2 separate regions of the Sus scrofa genome follow, and region 1 is linked to region 2. A link is a contact called in public Hi-C data. All regions are on one chromosome and are shown on one strand. Each heading gives the region's core, a stretch centred on a gene start, on an enhancer-like site or on the middle of the called end of the contact. The rest is flanking DNA. Distances are from core to core; before and after follow the strand shown. Region 1 holds the start of INTS2 (integrator complex subunit 2). Region 2 holds the start of MED13 (mediator of RNA polymerase II transcription subunit 13).

Evidence for each region. A called contact is a pair of places that touch in the nucleus more often than the background predicts.
Region 1: a Hi-C map of skeletal muscle shows a contact between it and region 2, with 4 times the contacts expected there. The contact joins the promoter of INTS2 here to the promoter of MED13 in region 2. A contact is called at or near these places in 3 of 5 promoter capture datasets (fetal liver, fetal skeletal muscle and liver), 7 of 47 Hi-C or Micro-C datasets (blood, embryonic fibroblasts, fetal heart ventricle and 4 more) and 2 of 2 datasets of contacts at active chromatin or transcription factors (alveolar macrophages and skeletal muscle).

What each region holds. Positions count from the first base shown.
Region 1 is chr12:36,432,608-36,438,860 of Sscrofa11.1, reverse strand. It overlaps INTS2 (integrator complex subunit 2), which reads right to left and starts at 4,468. Exons shown (of 25, transcript XM_021067302.1): 1 at 4,363-4,468; 2 at 2,757-3,063; 3 at 1,823-1,961. The coding sequence starts at 4,381.
Region 2 is chr12:36,329,993-36,336,267 of Sscrofa11.1, reverse strand. It overlaps MED13 (mediator of RNA polymerase II transcription subunit 13), which reads right to left and starts at 2,527. Exons shown (of 31, transcript XR_002337203.1): 1 at 2,322-2,527; 2 at 253-487.

The DNA.
Region 1 (6,253 bases), core at 3,219-5,718, 100 kb before region 2:
AACAACGTAAATGTCCATCAACAGATGGTTGGATTAGGAGGATGCACAATGGAATACTACTCAGCCATAAAAAAGAACAAAATAATGCCATTTGCAGCAACATGGATGAACTAGAGACCCTCATACTAAGTGAAGTCAGTCAGAAAGAGAAAGACAAATACCATATGATATCACATACCTGGAATCTAATACAAGGCACAAATGAACATTTTCACAGAAAAGAAAATCATGGACATGGAGAATAGACTTGTGATTGCCAAGGAGGGAGTAAGGACTGGGAATTTGGGGTTAATAGATGCAGATCATTGCCTTTGGAATGAATAAGCAATGGGATCCTGCTGTATAGCACTGGGAACTATGTCTAGTCACTTGTGATGGAGCATGATAATGTGAGAAAAAAGAATGTATACATGTATGTGTGACTGGGTCACCTTGCTGTACAGTAGAAAATCGACAGAACACTGTAAATCAGCTATAATGGAAAAAATAAAAATCACTATTAAAAAATAAACATTCAATTACAAAAAAAAAAATACTAACTTTTCTGAAAATTTCCTACAGACGTTTCATCACTACATTTCCCATATGCTGAAGGGTGCTGAACTAACAAATGGAAAACTCCCAAAAGAAGATCACTTATTTTACCACAGCCATTAAGTAATGTATTAAGAAAAAGATATTGGAAAATATTAGTTAAATTTAAAGACCTAGTACAGTAGAAAAGAGTAAAAGTGTATAACTGCCTGTAATAGAAAAAATTTTAAGATTTGTAACATATCTTAAAAACTAGCTAAAACTAACTAAATCTCCCCCTTACCAGCATTTTCTTTGGAAAGAGAATCAGGGTGTTTTTTTTTTTTTGGTCCAAAATTTATTAAACTAACTTTTTTATAAATTAACTGACCTTGAAATTCTCAAATTAAAAAGCATTTGCTTTCCAAATCTAGGCCCAGTCTTACATATCTTAATATGAAGATCCAGGTTAGTTCTTTGTATGGTAACAAACTTAAAATTCAGAGTTTCAATTAACTATCATCATCCAAAGTAATCTATGTAACCTGAAACTAATATAACACCATAAATCAATTCTACATCAATTAATAAATAGCTATCATTGTGCTAAGATGAGAAGTTGAAGAGTCTTCATTAGTAGAACTGGCATAGTGTATATGATTCAGCCGTCTAGTGAGAGGCTAACCAAATATTTACATCCAATTCAGCTTTGATATTCCCCACTCACTATTATGTATGAGGTATGTAATTCATTCACTGTCCAAAGGAATCACACATTTTTCAGAAATCACACACATACTTCACTTTTTTAGGGGTGAAATTATATCCTATAGAGATATTATCAAATTTGGTTATTTATATAAGTCTTGAAGTCTATATTTTCCTAATTATCCAGAAGCCATTGTATGGACTCCATACCGAAAAATATCCTCATGATAAAAGTATGCAGAACAGGCACATTATGAGAGGAAATACTAATTAGAAACTGACAGGCTTTCTTTATTTTTTTATTTTTATTTTTTATATATAATGATTTTTTTTTCCATTATAGCTGGTTTACAGTGTTCTGTCAATTTTCTACTGTACAACATGGTGACCCAGTTACACATACATGTACACCTTCTTTCTCACAGGCTTTAAAGTCAGGCATTTAATACTTTTTGAGCCTCTGAAAGGATAACACTTACATAAAAAACAGAAATATTGTACAAGAGGATGCAACCTGGCTGCCTTCTGGCCTGTTTCTTCTACCTTCTAAGTGTAGAGATCAAATCATGTATATTTTGAGCTGTGGTTAAAATAAATGTACCTTGTTCATAATTGCCAACAATTCACTAAGCACAAGACGCAAGCGACGAGGCGAATCACTGTGTTCAAACTCTAAAGTCAGTCCATGCTGAAGCTGTGATACCAGGATGCTCTCTCCACTGCCTCCTCCAAGTTTATGCCTGATAAAGTACAAACATGCACAACATTTATAAAAACACTGGCACAGAAATGACAGGGTGAAAATTACCTCATAAAAATAATCTAGGAGTTCCCGCTGTGGCACAATGGGTTAAGAATCTGACTGCAGCAGCTCAGGTCACCGAGCATGGGTTTGATCTTTGGCCCAGTGCAGTGGGTTACAAGATCTGGCACTGCTGCAGCCATGGAGAAGGCTGAAGTTGCAGCTTGGTTTCAAGCAGCTGCAGCTTGGTATCAATCCCTGGCCCAGGAACTTCTATATTCCTCGAGTATGGCCATAAAAAATAATCACCATCATCTACAAAATAATGCATGAATTCTTTTCATATACTTCATAAATGGATTACTTCTAAAATCCTATTCAGGTTGTTCATCTATTTCAGGAATTTACAACCTATGTAAAGACTCCATCACAACTGACAGTTAATATCCACTTTCATTAACTACAGTGGCTCACTACTGGCTTCACAACAGGCAAAGAAGGACAAAATATATGCCCAGAATTTGGGGGAATCAATGTAAGCTTAAAAAAGCCTCCCAAGAGATTTCAGGAAATCGTTCTACTCCAGAGGAACTTATCCCACCCTTTTCCCACTGAAAGTAACTGGCCTAAGGACTTACCCTGAATACAAAGTGCACACAAAGTTCTCAGCACAACATTTTATAAGATGGAATTCAAAAGATCATAGAATTTTAATTACAAATAAAAATACTGGATTCTTTCTGTTTTAGCAAATCCAAGTAAATACCAAGCCACAGATTAGATATTACATTACCTAAGCTGCTGTTCTTTGCTGGCGTCCTGTTCTAAAGCATGAAAGTCCACAGACAACAATGCAACAATGGAATTGACAGCTTCTACTCCAGAAAGAAGACGAAGGATGAGTTTTTTATCCTGAGCCCAGCTTTGGCTCTGGTCAGCAGGAGCACAAAGTGCCATCCGCACCAAGCAGGGCAGGAGAAGTCTTAATTCTGGATCGCTTAAAGATGCCAAACGAACAACATCCACCTTCTGCATTGCTTCGAAAGCAAAAGGACTGACAAACTGAAGGCTTGTACACTCGGTCATTATCACAGTTGATCCTAGTGGTTAAAAAAAAAAAAAAGAAGAAGAAGATGAAGAAAAAGAAAAGAAAGAGAAAGTAGGGGTATAACTCCACATGCATGAATGCCTCTCTTTTTAACAACTCTGAAAAATGTGGTCTCTTGTTAATAGGACTAGTCGCTGGCAATATTCCTGGCACAATTAAAGGCTCCCTATGTTTCTATTGCCATCTGGAAAATGAGAAAGAAAACAGAGTATATTAACGTCTCTTCCAGCCTTGGGGATCTTCTGTTGTAATACTCCCATTTTGCAAAGAAGGAATATGAAACCCCGAGGGACTAAGTAACTGGCTCTGAGTAGTATTACTAGTCAGTGGCAAAATCTAACGCTGAACTCTCATCTACTAAAACCCAGTCCAATATTTTCTCCACTATACCAGTCATGAGTGCCACAACGTAGAGTAAAAGATCAGCATAGTAAAGAACGCTCCTCTTTCGTTTCACATGCCTACCCAACATCCGTAAAGCACTGTTAGACTTCTCTTTCCCACCCTCCACGAGTCGGTGGAACCACTATTAAATAGCCTCACTAGCCAGAAGCAATGCCAGATTCAACGCTCTGGAGACAAAAACAGTATGCCATACCTCCTGTGTTCCTAAGTTTAAAAAAACAAAAACAAAAACAAAACAGCTGTGGAGGTGCAATTAGCTGTGGGAGAAAGCTGAGTCCCACTTGGGCACTTTTCTGTCTTCAAGAGTAATCAGAAACAAAACAGCAAGTAGCAGGTAGCCAAAGCCATCCCCTCTGAGACCCACAAAACTGCAGAATCGTAAATAACAAAGAGTCGTGGGCAGAAATGCTGTTTTGCTTTTAATTTTAGCAAGAGGAGCTGGCCTTTTAACAGAGGGGCGGGCTGATAGAGCAGAGGCGTCAAGACCTGTGTGCTCATAGGTCTCGCCCTGGGCGTAAAGAGAACCAACCAGTTCCTCTGGCTGAGAAAAGTCGGGCCGGTGGCGGACACGGACCTCGGAACGCTCTAAGAGCCTGAGAAGCGGAAGCTTCATACCTTAAGATCTACCCTCCAACCTCCCGGGACCCCACCCGGATTCCACGCTCTAGAGGCGGGACGCGGTAGAAATCGAGAGCGCGGTCCGAAGTTGGGCCTAGGCGATAATCCGGATTCCCCAACCCTAGCTGTGCCCTGAGTCGACCTGGACACCAAAAACCCAGACGCCAGAACCCATTGGTCCGGCGGTGCGATAGGGGCTGGATGCGGACCCTGCACAAAGGCAGAGCCCGGACTGAAGGGAGAGGAAAGCAGAGCAGACCGTTTCAACCTGCACACAGCACCTTCATTCATCCCCAGCGTCTGGCTCCGGTCGGCCACCGTACTGGACTGAGAGGAAGAGTGGCTGGCTGTGAAAGGAAACCCGCAGACGTCGCTCAGAGGCAACGGCGCGCGTGCGCGGCCCCACCCCTTCCTCCCCCTTGGTTTGCTCTGCCAAGTTCACTCGAGAAGATTTAGCAGGTTGCTAGCTGTCTTCAGTCTCCTTTCCAGACCCTACCAGCTGACTCTTTTTAAGGTAAATCATTAAGTCCTTACGAAGTGCAGTTTCATCGTCACAGGACTACCGTGGCGTTCAAATGAATACGTACATTAGTATGGAAACGGAATGTTAAAGTTGTCCCCACTGTTCATTGATCAGAACACGAAAGGAATCAGACTGCATACATTTCTTTTCCATCTCTGCCTGTGCCCTTCCAGCACCAAAGTTCTGGAATCCTGGGTTTGTAGAAGAATTTAAAAAGTCATCAAGGAATTCTCGTTTTGGCTCAGTGGTTAACGAATCCGACTAGGAACCATGAAGACGTGGGTTCGATCCCTGGCCTCGCTTAGTGGGTCTTAAGGATCCGGCGTTTCCGTGAGCTGTAGTGTAGGTCGCAGACGCGGCTCAGATCCCGCGTTGCTGTGGCTCTGGCGTAGGCCGGTGGCTACAGCTTCAATTCGACCCCAACCTGGGAACCTCCATGTGCCATGGGTGCAGCCCTGAAACACACACACACACACCAAAAAAGAATATATGTATATATGTATGTATACATGTATGTATATATGTATGTACAGCATTTTTTTCCTTAGTGGTACATGAAATAATGTTTTACAATTACTGGTGTCTTATATTTGTTTGATGAAATGTGTTATATAGTTCCTATACTCTAAGTCCTGGATGAAGTGAACATTCTCACCCCTGAATGGCTTTGATTTATTCTTTTCTACCTTAATTTTCAATCAGGTTGGGAAAGAAAGAAAAGGAGACTGGCACAACACAGTAAATCAACTATACTTTAATAAAATAATAAATTTTAAAAATTTAAAAAGAAAAGGAGAAGTTCTCTTGTGCAGCAAAGTTAAGGATTTGGCGTTGTCACTGCAGCGGCTTGGGTGGCTGCTGTGTCTCAGGTTCCATCCCTAACCATCACATGCTGCAGACTTAGCCAGGAAACAAAAAAAAAAAAGAGAAAGAAAGAAAAAACAAACAAACAAAAAAAAACCAGTCTCAGGCATCATAGGTGCTTTTACATAAGTTATTGCCCAGTAAATGACTTTCTAGAAATTAGAAGACTTAGGGATTTAAAGGAGCACCCATGTTCCTTGGAAATAGAATTTCAAAAGTAAAAAGATCTCAGCAGTGATCTAGCTCCAGTTTTCTCAACGTGGAACTCTTTTTATAGTTACCCTGTTTTGTAAGATTTCTTCAATTGTTTCTGCCTGTCAAGATCTTTTTTACTTGTCTTTTTGTCTTTTTAGGGCCTCACCCTAGGCATGTGGAGGTTCCCAGGCTAGGGGTCTAATCAGAGCTGTAGCCGCCAGCCTACACCAGAGCCACAGCAATGCCAGATCCAAGCCTCGTCTGCCACCCACACCACAGCTCACGACAACGCCAGATCCTTAACCACCGAACAAGGCCAGGGATGGAACCTGCAACCTCATGGTTCCTAGTCGGATTTGTTAACCACTGAACTACGACGGGAACTCCGGTCAAAGTCTTTTTTATTCTTCTTTTATACTGGCTGTCTACTTTGGCTAAACCTATCATATCTATGTTAATTTTATGGATAACATGTTGAGTAGACTTAGGTCCAGGCAAGGTTCCATAGGTTAACATTGAGACATCTCTCTAGTTGACCTAGCTCCACCAGTTAAGCCTTTTGAGATATGATTGTTCA
Region 2 (6,275 bases), core at 1,278-3,777:
GTCTGCCAAAAATTCATGAGAAAGCTAAAAAGAATAAAGAATAAAGTTTTTAAAGCCTTAAAAAGCCTGCCATAATAAGCATAATTCTGAGTAAAATAAAATAACCAGTGAAATGAAACATGAAGCTGAAATTTTATCTGGTTTCATACCCAACAATGTTCCACCCCCCCTCAATCTTAATTTGTAATACAAACGTTTTTGGGAAGAGTATACATGGCTACATCATTAGTTAGAAATGTAAGTTGCTTTCACCTGACAAGTCATGGTGAATAAGGTCAGCAAAATTGGGGTCTTCACCCCACCAAAATATCCACAATTCTCTTCTTCCAGGTCTTTGATCTCGCCGCCAAACACCAAGCACATCTGCCTTAAGGCAGCGACTAAAACTGCTCAAAATGGGGTCTTCCTCTGTCACCGGAAACAGAATAGGGGCAGAAGTTGGGCCTTGCCATACATATCTTTTCCACTTAATTCCCGTCAAGTCAGCCTGAAGAAAACAAAGTATGATTTTTTTATTAGGGCATATTCACTCAAAATCAAAAGCACTTGCTTTAAAGTCTCTTCATTAAGTCATTACAATTTTTAATGTATGCTCAGGATATCGAAAGCAGATTGACCCCAAAAATGTTTATTAGTTCTGATAATTCAATAACCAAAAATCAAAGGAAAAGAACAAAAACAATTTAAAAATTAACACTGACATGTCACTAAATAACAAGTCAATAAATGTGTCCCAAGGAGAAATAAAAGAAGCTTAATATTAAACATAAACATGTACTTTAACATTGCACACTGAGTAAACATTTGCTCTCTGTCCTAACTTCTGTTCTGACTGGTTACATTTGTTCCTTGGTGACAAACTTATAACAGAAAATTAATTTTTAAAGACTCATCATTCCATGTTTATAGAAGTCATGGCTCTAACGAAAAGAAACCTGAACTACAACTGAAAAAAAAATCTTGTTAAATCTTTACATATTCCTTTTAGGAAAAGTCAAATAGCTGCTGACAAAGAACCGTCAGATTTGTGCTAGTCTTATCTTCAAAGAACCTGATCCTAAAAGTACCAAAAATAGACTGAGTTGGAGAAGACAGAAATGTAAAACCCGCTGTCTTCTTACAGCTCAAGAGATGCAAATTAATGGACACTGTACAAGAAAACATTTTATTTTTTAGATAAAAATTAAAGATCTCAGTTTAGCATCGTGAAAAGAAATTCATTAGAGCGAACTTGTAATTCTGAATCTAACTTAAAGGTGCAAAGCGCAAGGTGCCAAAAATGAAACTGCTGATACATGACTGGCAGTTTACACTGGCCAACTAGTTGTGCTCCGCCCACTCAATTCACTTACCTATCACACACTCTCTTAATATTTCTCATAGGATAGGGAAAATGAAAAAAGAAAGTCACCTAAACTTTAAATCACTGATGAAGCTAAGTTACTATCCAATTGAAAACTAAATATTTGCAACAGTTGGTACTTTTGAAAGTCTTTATTGGATGTTCCCAGATCTGGGCCAACGTACACAATTATCATCCCTAAATCTAGCTTTCCCTGACTTTCCAATAAAAAAAGGAACAGCCCCCTCAAAATATGCTAAAAACGAAGGCAAATTAGACAAATACAAAAATATTTAGTGCAAAACCACAGCACCTCCTCCTCTGGTTCGCTCCACTCTCACAAACATAATGTTCTAATAAAAGCAAAATGGCTAAAAATTGTCAAAATGGCAAGTTGTTTTCAAAGTTTGAAGAAAAAACATATGAAATGGCATCTACTCCTTTTTACACAGAGCCTGAAGTCGCGCAAGGAAGAAACCAACCCCCCTATATAGTTTGACTCACAATAAAAAATGGACAACGAAAAGAGTGCTTAAGTTCCGGGGTCCGCTTTTTGGGGGGAAACCAGATGAGCAGAGTGAGACAGAAGGAGAACGGGCAATAATGGGTAAGTGTGAAGAAGGGATACACGGTCCATGAGGAGGAGAGCAACAGTTAAGCAAGAAACAGAGGGAAAGGCTAGTGTCCTGCCGGATAAGGAGCCCAAGTTAAAGACCAGACTACCAGAGGAGGGGGAAAAAGAGTCAGAAACGAGAAAAAGGGCCGACACTCGAAACACAGCGCCCGGGACCGCCGGAGAGGACCGCGGCCGCCGGGCTGGTGCCGAGCTGGCCGCCGCGCCGGCTCCGGCTCCGGCTGGGCCTAGCCCGGGGACTCCGGCATCTGGAACCGACCCGGACCCCCTCCCCCACGGCCCAAGGGCGCACCTCGCGGCCCCTCCCCCAACGCCCGCTCGCCGTGGCCCCCGCCCCGCACTCACCAGGCAGAAGAGGTTACAGTGACAATCTTCCAGGCTGGCCCCGTTCGGCACGAAGGAGGAACTCATCGTCCCTCACAGCAGCCGTCGCCGGCGCCACAACCCACCATCCGCCATTACCGCCGCCTCCGACCAGAGAGAGAAACACAGACACCGGGGAGGGCGGGGGGGTGGTGGTTGGGGGGCGGTGGAAGAGGAGGCCGCCGGGCCGCCCGCCCTCCCCACCCACCCCCCCGCCGCCGCGAGCAGTCCCCGCCGCCCGGCCGGCACCCAGCCGCCCGGGGCCGAGAGCCGGAGGCGGGAGGGCCGCGCCGCGCTCGCCCCGCGGGCCGGACTGCGGCCGCCGCGGAGCCCGCGGACGCCCGTCCCTCTCGGGGACAGAGGGGATGTGTGCCCCTGCCACAAGAAAATATAATAAATTACACAATAAATAATTAAAATCGAGTCCGAGAGGGCAGATCCCAGGCCCTGGAGGGCTCTCCCGGGCGGGGAGGCGCCCGCAGAGGGGCGGGAAGGGCGAGAACCGGGAGAGAAGCCCAGGCCCCCGACCCGGCAGCGGCGATGTCCTTAAGCCCAGAGTCTCCTCAGTGGCGGAGGTGGTGGCGGCGTCTGCGGGCTCAGACCATTCTCTGGCTGTGTCTTCGTGTCGTCCCTGGGCCAAGCCGGCCTAACGTCCGCTCTCCTGCGGCCTCACCGCCGGGACGCCGTAGTCTCCCCCATTTTGTGGGCCCAGCGGGCGGTGTTTTTCCCCCTTTAATCCGAATTCACGGGTTTTCCCTTCGCTTTAATGGCGGCCACAGGGACCAGCTCGCCCTCTCTGCTCGCCCATTGGCCGCCTGGAGGTCACGTGCGCCCGGGCTCCGTGGGGAGGGGGAGAGAGAAGGGAGCGAAGGAGAGCCGGGAAGCTTTCAGCAGAGGCGGTGAGCCCAGGGGGACTGGGCAGCCAGCTGGTGGCTACTAAGATAGCGCCATCTGCTGGGTGCCCCGGCCACCGTGAGATGACCCAGGGCCCTGGCCCTATCTTACTTCTTCCCGGGGAATTTACAGGGTTCACATAACAAATCTGGGAATTACGTTGAAATCCGTTTGAATTCCTTAGAAGTGTTGCAAAAATTCCTAGATCTTCTCCTTTATTCTACAAGGCCACTGGGGTGCAGCGCAAACCCGTGGGCCTGGGAGTTAGATCTGCGATAGGACTCAGCCGCTTGAAAGTTGTGATATTACGAACGAAACGTAAATGAAACAATATAGTCATGCGGCTAACAGCCTGGGAGTTAGAGCCCCACTGCTTGGGTTTGAAGCTTGAGAGAATCACTTACCTCTCTGTCTCAGTTTCCTCATCTGTAAAATGAGGAAAACATATCCCCTGCCTCACAGGGTTGTTGTGGTAATTGAATTAATACAAAGAAAGCAGGTAGACAAGTGCTGGGCACAGATATGCATTGTTTAGACTGATCTATTGTTGTTGTCATCATTACCTCATATGGTTATTGTAAGGAGTAAGTGAACCAGTGTATGTAAAGTGCCCATTAGAGTGTCATCTCCAGGAGAACTGGGACTTACTTTGGTTTTCCGCTATCTCTCTGGCGTCTTAAAAAAAAAAAAATTCCTAGCACACAGTAGGTGCTTGATACCTGTAAATTTGCAGATGAATTAATAGTAAGAAGTAGGAACCCAATAAGACATTAGTTTCCTTCCCCACGAAACATTCAGTTATTGACTGGATTACACTTCAAAGTAAGGGTTCAAACATTTTTCCTGAGAATTTTAGAGGGGAGAGAAAGAGAGACAGAGACAGAGACTGAAAGGAAGGAGGGCAGGAGAGAGGAGGGGAGGAAGAAGTAAAGGTGACCAAAAAATTGGAAACATCAGCAAGTCAGGCTTTACCATAATTTTAAATCTTAATTGCCGCTGTAAAATAATGGTGGGTTCTTCCATGTCACTTCTTCAGCCACAGAATGAAAAGCATTCTTCTATCCATTGATTTATCTATGGGGGTGAAGAGCCCAGATCTTAAAGGGAAAAGCCTATAGAAAAAGTTCTGCCACTTGCTAGTTGATCTTGGATCAAATTTGACTTTAGATTAAATTAATTTCTTTTTTTTTTTTTTTTTTTTTTTGCTATTTCTTGGGCTGCTCCCACGACATACGGAGGTTCCCAGGCTAGGGGTCCAATCGGAGCTGTAGCCACCGGCCTACGCCAGAGCCACAGCAATCGGGATCCGAGCCGCGTCTGCAACCTACACCACAGCTCACGGCAACGCCGGATCCTTAACCCACTGAGCAAGGGCAGGGACCGAACCCGCAACCTCATGGTTCCTAGTCGGATTCGTTAGCCACTGCGCCACAACGGGAACTCCTAAATTAATTTCTTATGCTCAGTCTTCTCATTGTAAAATAGGGATAATAAAAGTACTTTTCTCCTAAAGTATCCAGTGGATGAAACAGTGTAGGCATAAGGCTTGTCACAGTGCGACTGCATGTTAGCTATTAATATCCTTTAAAAAAAATCATTATTGAACACCTGCTGTTCAACTAAGTGTGCTCCTGGTCTGTGCTAGGCCTAGGATACAAATATGAATAAGATACATGCATATCCCTAAGGATTCCTGAAGCAAGGCATAAAGGAACCATTTCCCATAGAGTAAGATACAATGCAATGTAGGTAATTGTGTGAATAAGGTATGTATCAACTGTGGCACAATAGGAGTGCTGGAGGAAGAGCACCAAAGTCAGAGAAGGCCTTTCAAAGTAGGTAGCATTTGAAATCAGATTTGAAAGATAAAATGAATTCTTATAAAGCCCTCTGAAGCAGTTAAATCTTATTAAACCCAATTCAGATCCAAAGGCCACATATCAAAGTCAATTATACACCCAGGACTAATTCAATCCAGGAGGTCAAATCAGCTAAGGTCCACATCCTCTCTGAGTTCCTGCACAGGGAGGCAGTAATCCCAGTAAGGTAAGAGACCCTCTACTCATCTCTCTTTCACTGAAGGAATCCTCAGACCTTAGTTTCCGCTGCTTTTGTCACTCACCCTGCAATGCTCTCCCCCACTTTTTTTTTTTTAAGGGCCGCAGGTGCAGCATATGGAAGTTCACTGGCTAGGGGTCAAAGCGGAGTGACAGCTCCCACACAGCAGCACTGGATCTGAGCCGTGTCTGTGACCCATACCACAGCTCACGCAATGCTGGATCTTAATTGAGCGGGGCCAGGAATTGAAGCCCCAGCCTCATGGATACTAGTCAGGTTCCCCTGAGCCACAAGGGGAAATCCTCTCCCACCATTTATTTTATCCAAAATCATCCTTTTTAGAAGTCTTGCCCTTAAGCGCCCTGCCCCCAACTTGAGCACCTTCCTTGGGACTCCAGAGGCTCAAAGAATCTGCTTGAAACCACCAGGTAAGAAGTAACATTTGATTCAATGTCAGTCTTCTCAAAAAGAAGGGAGAGGGGAGGCGGGAGGAGAAGTGAAAAAGTAGAAGAGAGGTTGAAAGAGAAAGAATGGAGACGCAAAATGGAAGAGAGGGACACCAGCTCGAAGGGGAATGGGAAGGAGAGGGGAGTGGTCACAGCACACAGAGCCCATGTCCGCAGCCTTGTATGTTCTCTTAAAGTGACATTTTGTGTGATTTAAATAATAATGGAGAGACACAAAAACAGTATTGTATATTGTCAAAAGTTTGGAAGATATGGAAAAGTTGAAGGGTGAAATATATATTCACATATAGATATATAGCTTCATAGTTGAAGTCATACTATATGTACACTTTACTACACATACTTGTCACCTAGTATGTGTCTGTTAGGTCATATAAGGACAAGGCACAGCACATACAAGGTGCTCATCATCTCGATAGATATGGCACAAACTAGGGTCAAACTGGACAAACTAGGGCCAAACTCTACACCATGCCTGCTAGCTCCCTAACTTCCCATTACTCATTTGTCAAATGGA